Regions from separate parts of the Macaca mulatta genome. Here region 2 is linked to region 1. A link is a contact called in public Hi-C data. All regions are on one chromosome and are shown on one strand. The core of a region is the stretch at or near the end of the contact, and the rest is flanking DNA. Distances in the headings are between cores, read along the strand shown. Region 1 has its middle 48 kb from the start of DRAM1. Region 2 overlaps PAH (phenylalanine hydroxylase).

What was found. A called contact is a pair of places that touch in the nucleus more often than the background predicts.
Region 2: a Hi-C map of fetal cortex germinal zone shows a contact between it and region 1, with 3 times the contacts expected there. The contact joins two enhancer-like sites. A contact is called at or near these places in 5 of 14 Hi-C or Micro-C datasets (cortical neurons, fetal cortex germinal zone, fetal cortical plate and 2 more).

Annotation. Positions count from the first base shown.
Region 1 is chr11:109,243,104-109,246,883 of T2T-MMU8v2.0, reverse strand. It overlaps a transcript of DRAM1 not described here. Among named protein-coding and RNA genes, the nearest start is that of DRAM1, 48 kb to the right of the region's middle. Within about 2 kb of position 1,638, at least 2 of the 40 cell types and tissues checked have an H3K27ac peak or open chromatin away from gene starts, as enhancers often do.
Region 2 is chr11:110,145,838-110,149,772 of T2T-MMU8v2.0, reverse strand. The region is part of intron 3 of PAH (phenylalanine hydroxylase); the gene reads left to right. Among named protein-coding and RNA genes, the nearest start is that of PAH, 37 kb to the left of the region's middle. Within about 2 kb of position 2,267, at least 7 of the 40 cell types and tissues checked have an H3K27ac peak or open chromatin away from gene starts, as enhancers often do.

The sequences.
Region 1 (3,780 bases), core at 389-2,888:
AATACAAAAGTTAGCTGGGCATGGTGGTGGGCATCTGTAATCCCAGCTACTCAGGAGGCTGCGGCAGGAAGAACTGCTTGAACCCAGGAGGCATAGGTCGCAGTAAGTGGAGATCATGCTACTGCACTGCATGATCATCATGCACAGGAAGACTCTGTCTCAAAAAAAAAAAAAAAAAAAAAGGCCGGGCGCGGTGGCTCAAGCCTGTAATCCCAGCACTTTGGGAGGCCGAGACGGGCGGATCACGAGGTCAGGAGATCGAGACCATCCTGGCTAACACCGTGAAACCCCGTCTCTACTAAAAATACAAAAAAAACTAGCTGGGCGAGGTGGCGGGCACCTGTAGTCCCAGCTACTCCGGAGGCTGAGGCAGGAGAATGGCGTAAACCCGGGAGGCGGAGCTTGCAGTGAGCTGAGATCCGGCCACTGCACTCCAGCCCGGGCTACAGAGCAAGACTCCGTCTCAAAAAAAAAAAAAAAAAAAAAAGAAGTGGACATCTGCAAGGAGAGAGTGAATTAATTGAGTAAATGCAGGTAGGGAAAAGCAAAAAGGCTTTTCACAGTATACCTTTTCATATTGTTTTGAGTTTTGAATTGTGAAAATATTACTCAAATTTTTTGAAATAAAAACAAATGGTTCACAGGGTGAGGATTGTGAGTGGGGGCAGCTGAATCCACTTATGTAAAAATGATCTTTCCTCTGAAGGCAAGTCTGTACTGAAAAAAGAAAACTGCAAAAGAAAAAAAAATGAAATAAAAATGACTCCAGATGATAGTAGTTTACTGTATTTTCATATTAGGGGAACTCTTGTGTATCTGTTATCAGTCAGGACTCTTACAGGTCTAATCATCTGTAATCTAACTCCAGTTTATTGAAGTTAGAGACTTTTATCAACTCATGTAACTGAGACATCCAGAGGTGGAACTGGCCTTGAGGATGGTGGGGCACAGAGCAGTGCTTGTTGCTGAGGAACTACCTAAACCTCAGGCTTTCTGGGCACCCTACACCACCTTGTCTTAAACCACAAGACAGACTATTGACATCTTCTTCAGTATTTTCCAAGCATGGACTTTGGCGGTCACTGCCAACTCCAATATGGGTCTGGAAACCTGCTACCCTTCATTTTAGAAGATGAATCTGGGGCCAGGCACAGTGGCTCACGCCTGTAATCCTAGCACTTTGGGGAGCTGAGGTGGGTGGATCACCTGGGGTCGGGAGTTCGAGACCAGCCTGGCCAACATGGTGAAACCCCGTCTCTACTACAAATACAAAACTTAGCTGGGTGTGGTGGCATGCGCCTGTAATTCCAGCTACTTGGGAGGCTGAGGCAGGAGAATCGCTTGAACCCAGGAAGCGAAGGTTGCTGCGAGCCGAGATCATGCCATTGCACTCCAGCCTGGGCGACAAGAGCGAGACTCCATCTTAAAAAAAAAAAAAAAAAAGAAAAGAAAAGAAGATGAATCTGCTGGGAGTGACCAAGGAGAGTCAGAAAATTCCACTCCAGGGCTTGAGGCTGTGGTTGCTCTCTTGTGCAACAGACATGATGCAGATGCATGACATTCTGGACTGGAGAATGTGGGGCATTCAGAGCCAGACCAAGAGTATGTGTGTGGGGAGACGGCTGGGCTTACTGGCTTGCCAGAATCAGGCAGTGGGAGAGAATGGGATACCACTTATCTTCCTCCCACTGCCCTTTCCTCATTCCAGGCCCAAACACCAGACTAGTATGTCTCCAACTGAGTAAAAATGGGAACATGGGACAATGCCACATGTAAGGGATGTTAGGAAACCCAAACACAGCACAACACTGATGCACTTAATTTGGTTTATAAAATGCAATTTCTGTGGAATCCTCTGTGTTAGTGTTAAAAAAAAAAAAAAAAAAAAAAAAAAAAAAAAAAAGACCCACTTGATTAGAAATCAGGAAAACTGATTCTAAGTAAGAGAGACTAAATAATAAAACAACTTTTAAAAAATATAAACATAACTTTGGAGTTAACATAAGGTTTTTGTATTATCTAAATGGCTTATTTACTTTCAAATTTGAAAAGGTTATTAGCAAGTATACTTTGGTTTACTGTGAAGCGAGTTAGGTTGGCTTTTGGGCGGGGAGGGTATGAAGGGAAAAGGGGTTTTAATTTCACAGTGGAATCTGCTTTTTGTCTGTTAGAGACCCATTTCCACCCCTTTCTTCTGAGAAACAACTTTCACTCACCATCAGCCCGCTAGTTTTGGTGGTGTTGACCCCTCCCTGCTCCAGGGGTGAACATGTGATTCATATCTCACCAATCAGAGCCTCAGACCTCCCAATGGCATGTGATCTAAGCCAGCCAATCAGAGACAAGTCATGGGCATGTGGTTGGAACTGTTGAGAAGTCCTTTCTTTCCCCCTCTTTTTCTGGATGATGTGTGTCTGGGGGTTGTAGATGCCCTCTCACTTCCACCAGGGGAAAGCCTGCTTGAGAATGAAGCCAGCTGAGAGGAGGAAAGAGAAGATGGAGTCCTAATGGCACATTTAGATCCAGCCACCCATAAAGCCAGTTCCACTCCTGAATGTCTCAGTTACTTGAGGCAATATAGATTCCCTTTTCCTCTTCTTGTTGGATTTCTGATTCCCTTTTCTCCTTCTTGTTGGATTTCTGATCTCTTCATCTCTCAATCTTGACTGACATAAACTTCTGATGCTAACGTTTGAGAATCTACGAAGATGAACCAATCGTGCCCACATGGAAAACTACATGACTTAAGAAAGCATAAGGTTTAAATCGTAATCATACCTTTATGAAGTCCAAATGGATCTGTAGTCCCAGCACTTTGGGAGGCCGAGGCGGGCGGATCATGAGATCAGATCAAGACCATCCTGGCTAACACGGTGAAACCCCGTCTCTACTAAAATACAAAAAATTAGCCGGGCGTGGTGGCAGACGCCTGTAGTCCCAGCTACTCGAGAGGCTGAGGCAAGAGAATGGCTTGAACCCGGGAGGCGGAGGCTGCAGTGAGCCTAGATTGCGCCACTGCACTCCAACCTGGGCAACAGGACGAGACTCAAAAAAAAAAAAAAAAAATTAAAATAAAGAAATATTTCATTTAACTCTTTCAGCCATGAGGTCCAAGGAAATGCAAGTTCATGGAAATTAGAAATAATACCAAAATGTGAATAAGACTAGGTTTAGAGGTCACATGGAATCTGCTGAATATGGTTGTCTGGAGTGATTTTCTGGCCTTCTCAGTTTGCCAAGACAGGTGTACATTTGGTCTAGCTCATGTAGCAATGTCTGTGGTAACTGTCCAGGTTGAAGATAGTTGTCATAGAATGGGGATGTCCAAACAACTGAAATGTTTACAGTACACAAAGAAAAACAGTCAACATTACCAGGCGATGCAGACTATTTGTTTATTAAGAAACTAACTAGTAAAGCAGAGTAAATCCCATTCTATATTATAGCACTACAAACATCCTTAGTCATTCCTTCCTTCATTCATTCATTCATTCGTTCATGCATGCATGCATTCAGTGAGTATTTCGTAAGCACCTACAGTGTACCAGGAGGCACTGTGTTCATTGTGGCATTACAAAGATAAAGATCAAGGCACACTCTGCCCTCAAGGAGCTCCCAATCTAATTGTGCAGAGAGATGTGAAAATGAAGCATGAATATCCATCGTGAGGAGTACTGAGAACAAAAGTCTGCTCGAAGTGAGGCAGAACCATGGATTCATTCCACCACAGGTCCCATGGGAAAGGTATGTGGCATTTCTATTCCTCTTCAGAATAATGAA
Region 2 (3,935 bases), core at 1,018-3,517, 900 kb before region 1:
CATGAGGTCAGGAGTTCCAGACCAGCCTGGCCAATGTGGTGAAATCCTGTCTCTACTAAAAATACAAAAATTAGCAGGGTATGGTGGCACGTGCCTGTAGTCCCAGCTACTTGGGAGGCTGAGGCAGGAAAATTGCTTGAACCCGGGAGGCGTAGGTTGCAGTGAGCCGAGACTGTGCCACTGCACTCCAGCCTGGGCGACAGAGGAAGACTCCGTTTCAAATAAATAAATACTAAAATATATGCAATATATACAAATATAATTGTGTGTATACATGTAAATTTTACAATTGTATGCAATTTTATACAATTGTAATTTTATATTATAAAAATATATCCATTTTTTATTGTTCCATTATACCCCAATAAAGATGGGATTTTTAAAAAAGAATTTAAAAAAGAGCATCCCCATAACTTTCCATTTCCTTTTTTTTTTTTTTTTTTTTTTTTTGAGACAGAGTCTCGCTCTGTCGCCCAGGCTGGAGTGCAGTGGCGCAATCTCGGCTCACTGCAAGCTCCGCCTCCCGGGTTCACGCCATTCTCCTGCCTCAGCCTCCTGAGTAGCTGGGACTACAGGCGCCCGCCACCGCGCCCGGCTAGTTTTTTGTATTTTTAGTAGAAACGGGGTTTCACCGTGGTCTCGATCTCCTGACCTTGTGATCCGCCCGCCTCGGCCTCCCAAAGTGCTGGGATTACAGGCGTGAGCCACCGCGCCCGGCATAACTTTCCATTTCCTTATGCTTCTTTATTCTTCTTCTTCAAGAATTTCCTTACATCGTCACGTATTTATATTTACTTATTTCGTGTTGCCCCTGCCAGAACGTAAGCACCACAAGGATGAAGACTCCCTTGTATGCACCCCCCAGTGCTTTGTGCTTAGTATGCAGGAGGTACTCAGTACATATTTGTGGAATCTCCTTTGGTGATTCTAAGGGTCGCCTAAGTAAGAAGGGGGTGCAGCAAGAAAGGACTTGGCCTGCCTTATTTCTGGGGCCAGCAGTTACTGACAGAATTATGAATGATTCCCAGGCAAAAGAGAAATGATGAATGAATGGAGCCAGGCTTCCTCCACAGTGCGGGGATGGGGTTATCCGTGGTGCTGAACACCGAGGAGAGAAGTTAGGCCCCCTTGTCCAGGTGGGTGCCAGTCATTGAAACCCCGCAGTGGAAATGTCCTGGAGAAACAAGAAAGATCTTAAAGAAGATCCTGAGCCCTGGATGACTCTGAAGTGCTGATTCCTTTCTCAAGGCCTTGCAAACCTGGGTGGGAAAAACCCCCATTCTTGGCACTGACAACAGAGGTTCAGTGTGCAATACAAATGCTGGACCCACAGAGGAAGGAGAGCTTGGGGAGGAGTGTAGGTGACAAGGTGGGAAGCCACGTTCCTCACCAAGTGAGCAGAGCATGGTATTGAGTCACCCGAGACTCCAAAGTTTCAACAGTTGGGACCAAGGAGATCTATCAAGAGACTTGCCCTCACTGTTCCTCAGTTTCTTCATCTGTAGAATGGGATAATAATAATACCTACCTCAAAGGACTGTTGCAGAAATTGAAGGGGGTAGCATATGTGAGATGTTTAGGGCAGTGTCTGATACACAGCAAGTACTACAGAAGTGTTACCTGGAACGATGGCTGCAGCATCTGCTTCTGTTCTTGCTGTCCATAGGGAGCCAATCTGGAAAAGAGGGCTGGGCTTTAGGGCCATGGAAACCTCTGGGCAGGAAATCTGGCTTCAGAGCCAGCCCTCCTTATCAGTATGCTCTGCCACCTTCCCATGAGTGGCAGGATGGATTGGCGATCAAGACCAGAAGCCAGGGAGTCAGCTGGACCTGTATTTGAATCCTGACTCCACTGTTTCTTAGCAGTGTGTGTATTTGGGTTTGCACTAAACCTCTCTGTACCTCAATGTCCTCGTCTTTAAAATAGGAATATTAATAGTACCCAGCTCACAGGTAAAATATTTAGAACACCATTCTGTGTTAGTTTTATTGCTAACATGGGTGGTAGAGAGCCTAGGCTCCTCAGCTCTGCAGAAACCAGGGTCTAAATGGACCTTGATGAACTGCTGGAATCAGCTCTCCTTGTTTTGCTGTAATGCAGCTGCTGCTCCTCCTGAGGCTCCTGTTTAGATCATGGATGGAATTTCCCCAGATTGGCCACTAGATGGCACGCATGCTCTTTCCTGTCCCATCTAAGTAGGTCAGAATCATGAATAATGGGTATCAGATGGAAAGTCGTGTTTTATGTGCCAGACGCTGAGCGGCGCCCTTTGCCTGTTTTCTCATCACTGCCCACAGCAGTCCTCAGATTCAAAGAGCTACTCCACCAGAAATGCTACACCAGAAGTGCCTGGCACATGGGAAGGCTTCAAAAACACATTTGCGGTTCTTCCTATAGTTGTGTATCCCAGCTGTTTTATTCCTCCTCCTCCTGGAGGAGGAACTGAGACACAGAGAAGATAAGTAGGCAGATGGAGCCCGGGTTCTAAGCCAGACCGGATGCTGATTGGAAGTTCAGCATCTTCCCCTCAACCTCATTTCAGGGGAAGTTTGGAAGCCTTGTGCTCACTTCAGGGTTCCCACCACATCTATTTTGGCTCTCTGGATTCTTTTTGAATCTACCATTTTCTTAGTCCTGGTGTGATCTTAAACCAGCTATTTAAAATTTTAGAGCCTCAGTTTCTTACCCGCGCAAGAGGGGTTATCATGCCTTCCTTATTTTGGAGGTACCTCAGAAATAGCAACTGTACCAAAGCAGGCCCTCTGGATGGTGGTTACTGCTGTCAATACCTTAAATGTTAACATAACCAGGGTGAATCCATTAGTTCCTTCCTTCACTCCTTTCTTCCCTCCGTTTCTTCCTTCCTTCCTTATCTTGTTTTCTCCCTCCTTTCTATCCTTTTCTTCCCTCCCTCTCTTCCCTCTTCCTTCCTTCCTTCTTTTTCTCTTTATGCCTGGTACAACAAAGTACCCATGGTTTCTGCCCTCATGAAACTTACAGTCCAAAATGCCCTTGTCTCTGTTCATTCCTGGGAAATTTTCACCTGCAATGTGTCTTGTTTCCTGTAACCTACAGGGACGTCGGTGCTGCCACCTGCCCTTCTTCCTGGGCCCCTCTCTCTGCAAGACCCAGGTGTTGTAGTTCACCCTACTCAAGCCCAACCCCTTCCCCACTACACTGGCTCAGAAGCAAGTCTGAAATCCTTTAGGTGCTGCAAGGCATCTTCAGATCCCAACTACCTGACTCCGTTCGCTCTGCTTCACAATGGCTTTCTAACTGGCTTTGCAATCAAAAGATTTTGCTGCAGTGCCTGGGGCCTTTGGGAGGGAAACACATAATGGGAAGATGGGATCTCATGAACTTGTTTACAGTAGAACAGTCTGGTTTTATATAATTTATATTTTGGGCCTATATGTAATATTCTGCTGCGAAGGCCGGACACAGTGGCTCATGCCTGTAATCCCAGCACTTTGGAAGTCCAAGGGGGTGGGTCACCTGAGGTCAAAAGTTCGAGACCAGACCAGCCAACATGGTGAAACTCTGCCTCTACCAAAACTATAAAAATTAGCCAGGCGTGATGGCACGCACCTGTAATCCCAGCTATTCGGGAGGTTGAGGCAGGAGAGTCGCTTGAACCCAGGAGGCAGAGGTTGCGGTGAGCTGAGATCACGTGCCACTGTACTCCAGCCTGGGTGACAGAGGGGAAAAAAAATTCTGCTACTAAAGAAAACCATCAAAGAAAACTACCATGACGGGTGGGAGGGAGATGAATTTTGAGATAATTCAGAGAACATCTCCATGAAAGATAATGTATTTGGGAATGGGTTTTAAAACTGGTTTCTAAGGAAAACGGAGTTTAACTTTTAAATGATAGTAATTTGGGGGTTATCTGAAAGCCAGCCCACTTGCCATCACCATTGACTGGGATTCCCGCT